2 separate regions of the Mus musculus genome follow, and region 1 is linked to region 2. The links are chromatin contacts, called in public Hi-C maps. All regions are on one chromosome and are shown on one strand. Each heading gives the region's core, a stretch centred on a gene start, on an enhancer-like site or on the middle of the called end of the contact. The rest is flanking DNA. Distances are from core to core; before and after follow the strand shown.

Region 1 (6,549 bases), core at 3,731-6,230, 670 kb after region 2:
AGTGTTGTTCCGGTTGTGAAGGAGACTGAGACCATACTGTCCTTAAGAACCTTCTGGACTGGACAGACTGGAGTGAGTCTCCATGGACCACTGGACAGCCTCTGTTTAATGAGTAAACCAAGCAAGCCACTGAAAGGAAGAAGGCAGAGTCCAAGGAGGAGGCTCATGGGCTTCTAACCAAGCAGTCGGCGGCCCAGGCTGTGTATTTGCTGAGAGTAAAACTAAATAAATAAGCTGAGTATGCTGTTCCCTGATTTCGGTACTGCAGAAGTTGGTGGCTTGAGCCAAGGAGTTTGAGGCCAATCTGGACAATGGGACAGAAAACAGGCTGTTCTGCTATGATCCCTCCAGAAGACCAAACCGAATGCTTCTTAGGCTATGTCTATGTCTCGTCATCTCCAGAGGAGAGTGGAAAGACAGTTAGTTGTAGGGCTGGAGAGATGGTTCAGTGGTTAAGAGCACTGTCTGCTCTTCCTAAGAGGTCCTGAGTTCAAGTCCCAGCAACCACATGGTGGCTCACAACCATCTGTAATAGAATCTGATGTCCTCTTCTGGTGTGTCTGAAGACAGCTACAGTGTACTCATGTACATACAATAAATAAAACTTTAAGAAAAAAAGAAAGAAAGAAAGAAAGAAAGAAAGAAAGAAAGAAAGAAAGAGAGAAAGAGAGAGAGAGAGAGAGAGAGAGAGAGAGAAAGAAAGAAAGAAAGAAAGGAAGGAAGGAAGGAAGGAAGGAAGGAAGGAAGGAAGACCGTTGTAGCAAGACTAATCCCCAACCTTCTGCATGTGTGTCTTTCTGTCTGTCTGTCTCACTATGTAACACAGATGCCTTCAAATTTGCATTCTTGCCTGGCGTGGTGGCACACACCTTTAATCCTAGCACTCGGGAGGCAGAGGCAGGTGGATTTCTGAGTTCGAGGCCAGCCTGGTCTGCAAAGTAAGTTCCAGGACAGCCAGAGATACACAGAGAAACCCTGTCTCAAAAACAAAAACAAAAACAAACAAATTTGCATTCTCCTGCTTCAACCTTCAAGATAAAGAAAGAAGTCTGAAGACATTAGACTACTTGGTACATCTGAGATGTGGATAGAGGCCATCAAAGAACATAGGCACAAGGCCGGGATGTTAGTTCAGTTAGAAAAGCTATTGGTAGGGAAACCTGTTTATCTTTAAAACAAGGCAAAACAAAAGACTCAAACAAACAACAAAGCCAGGTTTTATGGTGTGCAGTTGTGATTTCAGTGCTGACGAGGTGGTGACAGCTAGCCCAGCCTACTTGGCAAGCTCCAGGCCAATGATAGACACTGTCTTTATAAACAAGGGGGATGGTGCCCAGCAAATGACACCCAGGAGTGACTCCTGCCCTTTAAGAGCAAGGGTATATATAATCCCCCCACCCACACACACACACACATACTGCACTTTAGTCCTTGAAAAGTCTGTATATGTAGCTTCCTGATTTCTGTTTTTCACACAAAGCTATTTCACGCACTCAAGTGCAAATATTTATAGAATTCCTACTATGTGTGAGGCACCTGTTAGGTCAAGATGAGCGAGACACCCGCATGAGTGTCTAGCTAAGTAGGTAAGCTATGATCTGTTCCTGTTTAGAATTTGTTGAGAACTTAGGACAACATTAGGAAAAAGGGTTCACTTTTTAATTCTTCTATGTAAATTGAAATATTTCAAAGTCTCCAAACTATCACCTGTGTGTTCTTTTAAAATTTTTTATGTGTCTTAGTATTTATGGATACCAGAAATAAATCTGCTTGATGAGGCAAAAAAATGGAATTGGCTCCCCTGGAACTGGAGTTCTAGATGCTTATGAGATGCCATGGAAGTGCTGCAAACAGTACCTGGGACCTCTGCAAGAGCAGCAAGTGCCCTTACCCACTGAGCCACCTCTCCAGCCCCATCTGTTTCCTAATAGAGAATAGTTTGACCTTGGTAAGATGGCTTTTTTAGTCAGCTGTGAATGATTCTTCTCATGAGCTTTGACCCACATCCTAAAGGTCAGATCCATGCTAGTAGCTGGGAAACCATGAGGGCAAGAAAGAAACTGCATTGCCTTTCTTATGATCCCTTAATTAAGGAAAGTGTGTGGCCAGGGTGGTGGCACAGGCCTTTAATCCCAGCACTAGGAGGCAGGCAGATCTCAGAGTTTGAGGCAAACCTGGTCTATAGAGTAAGTTCCAGGGTAGCCAGGGCTTCACAGAGAAACCTTGTCTTAAAAAAACCAAAACCAAAAACAAACAAACAAACAAAAAAGGTGGGGGGGCAGTGTTAGGTAGGGCTTTCTAGATAAGCAGAACCAACAGGACTGTAAAGAGACCTATTATAAAGAGAATTTACTAAGAAGGCTTACAACTCATATGGGCCTTGTAGTCTTAACAATGGCTGTCTGTATGTCTGAGAGCCAGGTAGCTGCTCAGTCACAGAAGCCGGTTGCCTTATAGTCCCAATGTGGTGCTGAAGGCTTAGGAGAGTCCTGGAGAGTCAAGCTGAGTGAGGCTGGAGTCTGACGTCAGTGAAGGGGACAACAGTTGCAGCAATGTGGCAAGGCAAACTATTCAGCCAGTACCCAGACAGGCAATGGAGCTGTACTGGTGTTCTCTGGATCTTTTGCTATCTGGGCCACCTACTAGGAGATGCCCCCACCCACCCTGTTAATCCTTCCTGGAAATGCTCTTGTAGAACTGCCCATAGGTGTGTCTTTAGTTCATTCCAGATTCCATCAAGTTGACAATCAAGATTACCCATCAAGGCTGGCGTGACAGTTGTGGAGTTAAGAGCACTTCTTCTTAACCTGAATTTGTTTCTCGGCACCAAAGTGGGGTATTACCAGTGCTCATAACTACAGCTTCAGGGAATATGACACCCCCCTGACAGATAGACACACACATCAAAATAAAATAAATCTTAAAAAAGTGTTTAAACAGGCAGTGGTGGCACACGCCTTTAATCCCAGCACTTGGGAGGCAGAGGCAGGCAGATTTCTGAGTTCGAGGCCAGCCTGGTCTATAGAGTGAGTACCAGGACAGCTAGAGCTACACAGAGAAACCCTGTCTCGAAAAACCAAAAAAAAAAAAAAAAAAAAAAAAAAAAAAAAAAAAAGAAAAAAGAAAAAAAGTGTTTATCAGTGAGTGAAACATGTATGAGTGGTGTACTCATACCTCTGCTTGTAACAGAGTACCTTACAGTTGATCGTTTATACACAATACAAAATTGCTTCTCACTGTTCCAGAGTCTAGGGAATTCCAGAATCAGTAGATTCCACGTTGGGAAGAGTGGGCCATTCAACGATGACACATTTTTTTTTTATTTTAAGATTTATTTATGTGACTACACTAGCTGTCTTCAGATACACCAGAAGAGAGCATCTGATCCCATTACAGATGGTTGTGAGTCACCATGTAGTTGCCGGGACTTGAACTCAGGACCTCTGGAAGAGCCATCAATGCTCTTAACCACTGAGCCAACTCTCCAGCCCAGAATGGTGACACATTCTTGCTGAGTTCTCTCAATGGGGGAGGGTTAGCCAGAACCCTCTGATCTCATAAGGGCATTCCTTCAAGGCTCAATAATCTCCAAGTCCACTTCTTCCTCACAGTATCACATGGGGGAGGGGGACGGACACAATCAGAAGAGGGTGGCAAACCAGCTGGTTTTTTGGTATTTAAAACGTTTCTTTTGTTGGCTCCCATTCCTGGGAAGTGTACAGACCCAGAGACAGTGTCAAGTTTTCAGAGTCGTATTACAACAGGGCTTGACCTTCAGCAGATGTTAAAGATCAGGGTGATCTAGTAACACTTAACGTTAGCTTGACGGCCGGCAGAAAGGGACATTTGCTTGGTGAATTTCTATCAAAAGCCAGCATTTCTGTTTATGGGTTGGGTCAGATCCTGGAAACAAAAGCAACAGAATCTGTCTGGCATATCGGAATCAGAGAGGTCACCTCTCCTTCCTGGGAACCAACGTGGAAAAGCACAGTTAATTGCTAGGTTTTGAGAGGAAGGTCTTATTTGTGATCTAGGTTGCCTGGGGACTTCCTAAGTAGTCCGAGCTGGCCACAAATTCACTATCTTTCTGTCTGGCCTTCCAGGTGCTGGAATAGCAGGTGTGCACTAACCACCCTTCCGTGTCACTTGTAGTACTTAGTTGGGAATTTTAAAAGAAATACAAGGGGGTGGTGCAGTTGGTCAGACTAAGGCATAGCAAGGTGCCTGACACTTGAAAAATTAACTGCAAATGTTTATTGGCTTTTCACAGTAGATGGAACAACTTCGGGTGAGCTGCATCGTATCTTATTCTTCTAACACAATGCTCCACAGGGAGAATTCAATTTGGTCTTGCTCACGCGAGGCAAGTGCCCCAAAGGTGGAATTCAAATGAATAGAAATGAATAGTGTGTGTGTGTGTGTGTGTGTGTGTGTGTGTGTTTTATTTGCTATCTTGGCTTAATATGAGAGGTTTGTCGATAACTTGGGAGAGCAGATAAGTCTTAAGGGCTTTTGATATCTTACCAGTTAGAAACCAAGCGACAAACAAAAGAAGTTTGAAGTTGAACACAACATTTTACGTCACTTTAGTCAGTTCCTATCCGCTCTGTCTCTCTTCATTCGTCTAAAGTCTGAACGTCGTCGGTGTGGTTTTGAAGCTTCTGCGGAGGCATTCTGTTCAGCAAGCTGAATTTCAAAGCTGCTGGCCAGTAAAAGAAGCAAAATGGGTAGAACGACTTGCCCGCAACAACTTAGCGACGGCAGGACCATTGGGCAAATGGCGACATTCTCGCTAGCCAATCGTGGGGAAGCCCGGAGAGAACGCTCTCCGCATTGGCTAGAGCAAATACCTCGGCCAACAAGGGGTGGGCGTGGCCAGTCCCATGCTGTGGGCGGGACCTCAGCCGGAGCAGAGCGAGCGGCGGTGGGCGTGTCCCACGGTCGCTAGGCGGGGCGCGTGGCCTGGGCGGAGCGAACGGTGTCAGCGGCGGAGCCGGATGCGGGCGGTACTGCTGCCGCCGCCGCGGCCCTAGGGATGGGCGGAGCCCCGGCCGCTGGTGCTGGTGGCCGCCGCCGCTGCCGGAACCTGAGCCGGAGCCGCCGCCTCTGCTGTCGCCGCGCTTCGGCTTCGTTGCTTCGCAAGGCGGCGGGATGCTGGGGAAAGGGGGAGTCGGCGGTGGCGGCGGCACCAAGGCGCCCAAGCCCTCCTTCGTGTCGTACGTACGCCCTGAGGTGAGAGTGCGCCGGGCGAGCGCGGCGGCGGGTGGAGCGGCCGGGGCAGGGGCGCTTCCTGCCGGGGTGCCGGGCGGGGCGCTCTGGGGCCTCCCGGGCTGGCCGCGGCCCGGACCCCTGCGGCAGGCCGGGCAGGTGCTGGGGCAGGGCCCTGTCGCTCGCCACCGCGCCTGTGGGCGGGAGCCGGAGCCCGGGAGGTCCGGCGGCTCCGGCGCCCCAGGTATCCGGGAAGGGAAGAGAAAGCTTGCGTGGTCGGGAACCCGACGGGGTTCCCCCGGCAGCCCGCAGCCCGGTGTGTGTGCTCTGCCCGGGACTTTTCTCCGCGAGTCCTGAGAGTTCGTCTCTGTCGCGGGTGGTGCACTGCTTTGCGTCCGCGCTGCTGTATGTGGGTCGGCCTTGGCCTCTTTCGGTGTCTGCCCAGAGCATCCTCCTCCCGCTTCTTCCCATTTCATCTCCCCCCTTCCAAACTGCAATTCTAGTCGAGAAGTGCATTCACTCGGGAAATACTTTCTGCGCTCCTACTGTGTGCCAGGTACGATCCTGGAAAGCTTGTGCTAAGTATCAGTGAACAGAACAAAGATCGAGCTCCTTGGGAGCTTATGTAAAAAGAAACAAACAGTCAACGATATGCGATTATTAATTGTATAGTACTTAGAAGATGGTGGGGACAAGGAATCCTTTCATTCTTGCAAAGGTGGTATTTCAGTCAGGACGTTAGAGGACGTTAGGTCTAGGTAAGGAGTCCTGGACGGCCCCAGGGAAGGCTGCCAGTTCTGGAGTTCCGTGAATGAGGAGGACATTGAAGAGATCAGAACTAGAGCATGTTGAAGACTTCTGGAGCAGTCGTTCCTTACCTTTTAGTAGACTCCTTCTCATTTTCGATTTGTGAAAGTTGTGTGCGGTTTTTTTTTTCCCTGCTTTTGCAATTTTGTTTGTTTGTCTCTCGATTATGTAGCCTGGCTGTGCTGGAACTCACTATGTAGAGCAGTCTGGCCTCGAAGTCACAGAGCTCTGCTTGCCTCTGCCTCCCGAATGCTAGAACTCAAGGTAGTACGACCATGCCTAGCTTCTGCAATCTGTCTGTGTGCAGGTAGATGCTCTACCAAATTTACTGCCTCCAAATGTCTTCCCACTTCTCACTTGCTAAGGTGGAAAACAGGTGGGCCTGAAATGAGATATCAGAGACCTGGGGCCTGCAGCATTTGCATGTGTGTCTTGAAATCAAGGCATCTAGTGGAGAGTACTAAAATGGAACCTATTTTCAGTCGTAATTTTCAAATAAAAACCACTTCCTCTGTCAGAACTTGATATGGAGAG
Region 2 (6,652 bases), core at 3,706-6,205:
TCCTGAAACTGACCAGATTCACTAGACTCCCACAATGCATAAAGATAGCTGAGGGTCACTCTCAGACAAGCCAAGCTGCAAAGAGGACTCTGAGGCCTTTCTGGAAGAAGCACAAACTAGTTGAGCCACCTGGAAGAGGTTTAGACCAACTGAGTCAGTTGGAAAGAGCGCTCTGTGATACGGCGAGCTGCCTGCAGGCTGTGCAGTGCGTGCCACTGGTGCTGGAGTGGGCACTGGGAATACAGCTGTCTTCCAGTCATTTCTGCTCTGTAAGTAACCCCTCACCACAGCCCTGTACATAGCCTTAATAAACCTCACTAGTGGACTAAGTTAGACTTTGGTGGCAGCAGTATCTGTCATGAATTCCCTCTGCATTTGCCTTGTGTTAGTGGGCATGGATAACAGTAGATGACTGTCCATAAAGTACTTACTGGCCCAGCTACCTCCAGTGATTTGTGATGAAACCCTGTGCATTGCAGGTAATAACACAGGAGTATTTGGTTCCCTACCAGATTATAAATCATTGAGAGAACAGTTTACATGTCGTTCCTACCATTTACTCTAGAATATCTAGTCAATGCCTGAAAGGTAGCAGTTGCTTGGGGATTTACTGTCAAAACAGTTCCTGAATGAAAGAAAGTACTGACGATTTTGTGTGTATGTATTTGCGTGTGGACGTGTGCTGGTGTATATGTGTGTTTGTGTGCACACGTGCCTTTGTACTTATCTGGAGGCCTGAGATCAACCTCAGGTAATGTTTCTCAGGATAGCCATCTACCTTGTTTTTGAGACAATTAAGCTTGACAATTAAGCTAGACTGCTTATGAGTCAATGAGCTCCAAGGTCCTCCAGTCTTTGTCTCTTCAGTGATAGAATTGCGTCTCCAAACAGCTGGAGTAGGGGTTATCTCTAAAGCTATTGCTTGTCAGTGGAATCACTTACCCTAACTGGATTAGGCTAAGTCTGGTCTGGTCTCAGTGGGAGAAGAAGATATGTCTAGCCCTGCAAAGACTTGATGTGCCAGGGTAAGGGGGTATGGGACAAAGGGCGTGGGGGGGGGGCTTGGTTCTGCCCTCTCAGAGGAGAAGGGGAGGAGGTGGGGGAGTGACTTGTGAAGGAGACCAGGAATGGGGACAGGATGCAACATAAATAAATAAAAAGTAAAGTAAAAATAAAAAAAGTTCCTGCCTTCATGCCTTTTTTTTTTTAATTTTTGTTTGTTTTATTTTGTCTAGTTTTGTTGTTGTTGTTGTTTTGGGTTTGTTTGTTTGTTTGTTTTAAAGCAGGTTCTGTGAGCTGAATCAAGTAATGCTTATGTGGCAAACATTGTATAGACTGAGCCATCTTCTAGCACTTATCACTGACTTTCAGAAATTATTTGCTGTGTACACATTTAGATGCTGAAAAATATGAGGATGTGTGTAAGAATATACACTTCTCCATCTCATATTTAAAATTTGTTATCTTTATCATATTATCCATGAATTTCTCATACTTACTGTGATACAGGAGATTGAGTGTGCTCTAGGCTCTCCTTATGTGTTGTACTAGCTGGCCTGAAAACTTAAATTAATAAGGTAACAGACAGATCAAATAAGAATGGAACAACACTACAAACTGCGCAGCTAACGTGGCGTTATTTCCCTCCTCACTCCTCTCCACTAGCCATCGGTGCACCACAGTGGTGCCTGCTAAGTCCTTTTATTTGAGTCTCCAATTATTTAGTTCATGAACCAAAGTACAAATGAGTGGAATTGAATGCATGCCAATTAAATGTCAGGGAAGGTCCTGTGGTATTGATTAAGATCTGTCATGGCCTGCATTTGGCTCCTTTCTCCATTATGTTTTAAGGTCTGGTGAGACCTTTGTTTCAATGAGCTTTTGCTCAAACGCTGGGGGAGGAAATGGGGTATGCTGTGCGATGGACAGTCAGTTCAAAACTATGTCATTTATCAGGCACACTAGTTGAGGAGGGAGCTTAATCTTAGTGTGACCTTTACCATAATTATAACGACTCCATTCACCTTCTGCAATTAATCACATAATTGCATGCATGTGAGCATTGCTTTGGCCAGACTTTCCCCCATATAGTCCAGTGGGAGACTTCTTCTTCAACTGCAATGGATTCCTCTGGGACTTAATTGTGATGTCTCTGAGAATCTGGCATGAACACAAGAATTTGGTTAGTTTTCCAGGATAAAAAACACACAGAAATCCCACGTGGATTCCCTGGAGCCTAGTTGTAAACCTTGGTGGGTGATATCATAAAGGAGTAACCCATTAGGATTCAAACTCACACATTAACATTGAAGTTAAATTGCCTTAGTGGTGCAACTTCTGGTTTATCAGGTTCAATGGATGACATACTTATTGAGTCCTCGCTGTGAGGTTGATTGGCCCTATTGGGCAGTTAATGAGACAAGGTCATTAACATTAGTTACAGCACATTGGAAGGTAGAGTCAAGAATGGAAGAAGGGCAATATAGTTGATTTAGAGACTGCTATTCATTCTATCCCCCTCAAGTTCAAAAGGACTTGTGGCCATGGTCTGAACTTTTGGAGAACTTGTAGGGAGAATAGATGTTTAAGCCCTTCCTCTGTATTTTGAGTTCATAGAAATAAACAAAAGCCCTTGTCTGGGGCTGAGCATGTCACTGTGCAGCAGAGGGATGCCCCACAATGTACAACGCCCTGGATTTCATCCTGGGTACCACAATGAATAAATACATATAAAGCTCATGACACTTTTTATATTTCTTCAGTTGGGTTCATTAAAGCTTCCTAAAGAGACTACTGATTTTAACAGCCGTAGTGTCCTCCCGGGGAAGCCTGGGTTCTGGATCACTGTTGTTTAATTCATTTAGGATAAATTCTATCACCTCGCCTCATGGATCATTCTCTACTCAACTCTTTGAACAGCTAACTATTCTTCAGAATAGGGTGTGGAGTAATGGTAATGCAAAATGAATAGATAGCACTTGCTCTGTGAATCCCATTACCTAACTGGGTAGTATGAATGAATCATCTAGATATTTAGTAGTGAACTATGGACTTGATTCCCCAAAGCAGAGTAGAGGCCACTTCTCAATGTGATTAATCCCTGGACTACTTCACAAATCAGTGTTTGCTTCTCTTCTTCCTGACTTACAAAATTAGTATGGTATAGTTTCCACATTTTTATTTTCTTGGTTAGGTTCTGAGTAACAGAAACGACTTTCAACTTACTGATGGAAAGAAAGAGCAGAAGACAGTTGGAGGGGAAAAAAAACCCTGGAGATTTGGCAAAGTATTTGCCTGTAACTAGCCTATAAATCGCAATGTCTCTCCTCCTGCTGTGTCCCCAAGTCACTGCTCACTTACAGTAGGTTAGAAGTCCTGAGCCAGACATCTGGACTGGCCAAGCCCTCAGTGCTGGCTCTTGCTAGAGACCTTTCTTTCTATTCAGATTTTCGGTTCTATTTTTCTCCATAAGGAGGACAGACGTGTCTACAGAAGAGCTTCTTATGTTTTCCTGTTAATGCAGTATGTGGAAAAGAATTGATCCTTAATAGGATGGTACGGGAGAGTCAATACTCTGCCCAAATGACTTCTCTCGTTCCGTCAAAGCACAGCTTTTATAAAGCTTAATCTTATTTAGCATATGTTTTCATTTCTCCAAGCAAAGCATAATACCAAGAATTTTTTTCTGCATATATTTTTTCTTAAATTTTCTCCATAAATAAAGCTTTAACTGAAGTGATTTTCTTAACGTAATAAATACTAGATGTGGTTAGTTCACTGTGAAGCCACAGAAACATAGTATTTACGTGATCAGCACTATAGTGGCAGTATCCCAGGTTCACTCAGATTGTATGATTCTCTATAGAGTAATGTAAATGGTCTTCCAGGCTCAGTCAAAAAAGAGCCCTACAGAGAAATCATGATGGATTTAGTTTACAGCAAAATTGGATCCTTTCGTAAATTGCAATTAAAGAATGACTTACTAGATTAGTAAAGAAGATTGAAAAATAGATACAGTACCCAGTAAGTATCCTCTTCGTGTTAACCCCTACACCCAGAGTATTTGAATGTCCTTTTAAAGTCTAGATTTTTTTCTGTCATTTTAAAGCATGTTTAGTTATAAACCATTCTGTTATCTGAAAGACAATTGTGTACATGTTGAAAGACTGATAGTCAAACCATGAACCACGGTTGAATGTTGTACCTAATAGAACAAGTTAGCCTGTTCCCGTTAGTAATTGTCATCTTAAAGCATCAGTGTTTCAAATTAAAATGTCCAGGTTAAACGGAATCAGATGGCCTGGGGATAACTTTCAGAACACCTTTTCATGAACTGGAACCAGAATATGCTATGCCAAGCAGAGGTGATAGAGTGAATACAGGAGCTTTCTTTGGCTCATAGCAGGACTCGGACAGCCAGGTGCCTTAACGTTCTCCAGGCATAGAGGCATGAAAAAAAGCCTTATGTAAATGTCAGGTGCCAGGCCGGTGATGATGTCGTATTAAAAATCGCCAGTAGGTGGTAACACAAATCCAGGCTCCTTGTAAAATAAGCTTACATGTTATTTTTGGTAGGACCGTACACTGGGTTGAACAGCTAATGAGATCCAGAGCTGTTTATTGGTTACTGCTGAGGATCCCGATGAAGTAGTTCAGTCATGCCGAGATGCTGCTTGGGTGGTACTGGAAACCGACCTAGCATCAGTGCTCATTCTGTCCCACAGTATTCCATGAGCTGGAATTTGTCTTTCCCTTTGTCTGCATAGAAGTTGCTTTGCGTGGAAATCAGTGGGAGCGGTCCCCCCCTTTCCTTATCGGGAGGAAGGGGGTGCATGTTGGTACATCTGCATTAGGTCCCAGGAAGATAAGAAGAAGTAGTCTTTGTGAAAGGGCCTCAGCCAGCTTGCAGAAGGCTGTACTGGGAAGATGAAAGATTCATAAGCTGTGCAGGTGCGGGGAGAGGAAACAGCACTTCCGCCCAGCGATTCTCAGAACTGTTGGGAGCTGTTTACTTCCTATTTTGATACCTAGAGCAACAAGAAACAAGCTCTCCACCAGCATCTCCGTGGCCTTGTCCTGAGTTTGTTATCCGTGCTTTCTGTCAGGAAGCAATTATGATAAGACTCTTGGCACTGCTCTGCAATTCCCATTTCATGTGTAGGCTTTGATTGATCGTGTTGTTCTGATGGCTTATCCTGGGATTGATTTATTTACAAGGTTCAAAGAACCTCCATTCTTTATGAGATTGCTTCCACTTTTAAGGGGGAGAGGCCACTATTCACATCCTAAGCTAAAGGCATTTTCCAGACTTGAAGTTCAAGAACCAAAAGGGATGGAGTGACTTTGTGTCTCGGCGTTGATCACATCTAGACGTATCACCTCTGTGTACACTTGACATCTAATTTATTGTCTCAGAATGGCTCTGTTTTTCTCTCCTGGGAAAGTAGAAGTCCTTAAAGAAAAGTCTGGAACAGAGAAATAGTTTTAAGAGCCGAGCTTCTCCATTGAGTTTCTAAACTTTGTCACCCTTTAAGGGCATCCTTTCTTTTCTTCACTGGGAAACCACTTCCCCTTCTAGAGACCTCACTTTGCAAGGGCCCCTGGGGAGATACCATGTTTATTTTGAATCATTGGTTTGGTGTTGGACTGGGTCTGCACTTGGGCTCTGCCTGCTTTGGACTGGGATCTTGATTTATTTGGCCCCATTTCAAAAATTGTCAACACTCCATGCATTTAGGTAGTGATTATTTCTACAAAAATATGAAGTAATAACCACAATTTTATGAGATGAAAACAGTTTTTTAACCTCACTCCTTCTCAGTGGACAACAACAATGTTCACATGTAAGGGACAATCAGTAGTAAATACTTTTATTATCTCCATGCTACTTCTAATGAAACTGGAAGTGGATGCATGGTATTTGTCTGTGTCTTCAGATGCTGTAAACACAACAAATGCTTTTCTGAATAGAAATAAAAGGAGTACAGTTTGCCTTGCTTAGATATAAGGCTCAAGTTATCCAAAGCCAGTTATTATCACTCATCAGGGAATTTTGCTGTTTTGTTTTGTTTTTATTTTTATCCTTTTATACTTGACCAATAATTGGGGAACCAGGATAGTAGAATACTATGACTTGGTTTCCCTAAAAAGAAAAGAAATTTGACCACTGTAAAATCCAGAGCTGCATTGGTTTCTGGGAAATACCATCACAAATTCTGAGGACTCTCCTGTGTTTCGGGGATTTTTTTTTTTTTTTTTTTTTAATGACTGGCAGGCTCCCTGCGCTACTGCTGACCACTCTGTCCCAGCACAGTCTTGCCGGAACTCCCAAGTTCCCTTCACTGCCACCCCAGCCCCACACAATGATGGCCTTCCGCCCCTAGGTCAGTCGCCACAACTCTCTGCCCCAGTTTGCTTGTCTCTGGCTCTGCTAGCTCCTTCTCAGTCATAAACCTCTGTAATCGTCGGTCCCACATTCCAGTAGCTAAGCAAATAAAAACTCTTGAAGCTTATAATTAACCAATCAGATTTATGTATCAATAAATTCTCAATTCACAAGATGCCAATGCGATAATTTCAGAACCAATTGATAATGATAAAAGCGGTCCGCCTAGATCAGACAAATTATCTCAATTATTCTAACCTTTATGAT

What was found. Hi-C and Micro-C count contacts between places; a contact is called where the count stands out from the background.
Region 1: a Hi-C map of pro-B cells shows a contact between it and region 2, with 2.4 times the contacts expected there. The contact joins the promoter of Mtmr12 here to the enhancer-like site in region 2. A contact is called at or near these places in 3 of 39 promoter capture datasets (the 3T3-L1 cell line and pre-B cells), 1 of 484 Hi-C or Micro-C datasets (pro-B cells) and 1 of 115 datasets of contacts at active chromatin or transcription factors (the 230-238 cell line).

Annotation. Positions count from the first base shown.
Region 1 is chr15:12,200,048-12,206,596 of GRCm38.p6, forward strand. Mtmr12 (myotubularin related protein 12) reads left to right here and starts at 4,981. Exons shown (of 16, transcript NM_172958.4): 1 at 4,981-5,232. The coding sequence starts at 5,152.
Region 2 is chr15:11,528,191-11,534,842 of GRCm38.p6, forward strand. No RefSeq gene overlaps it. Among named protein-coding and RNA genes, the nearest start is that of Tars, 130 kb to the left of the region's middle. Within about 2 kb of position 4,956, at least 61 of the 459 cell types and tissues checked have an H3K27ac peak or open chromatin away from gene starts, as enhancers often do. A contact at or near this core is called in the 230-238 cell line and pro-B cells, where this site is marked.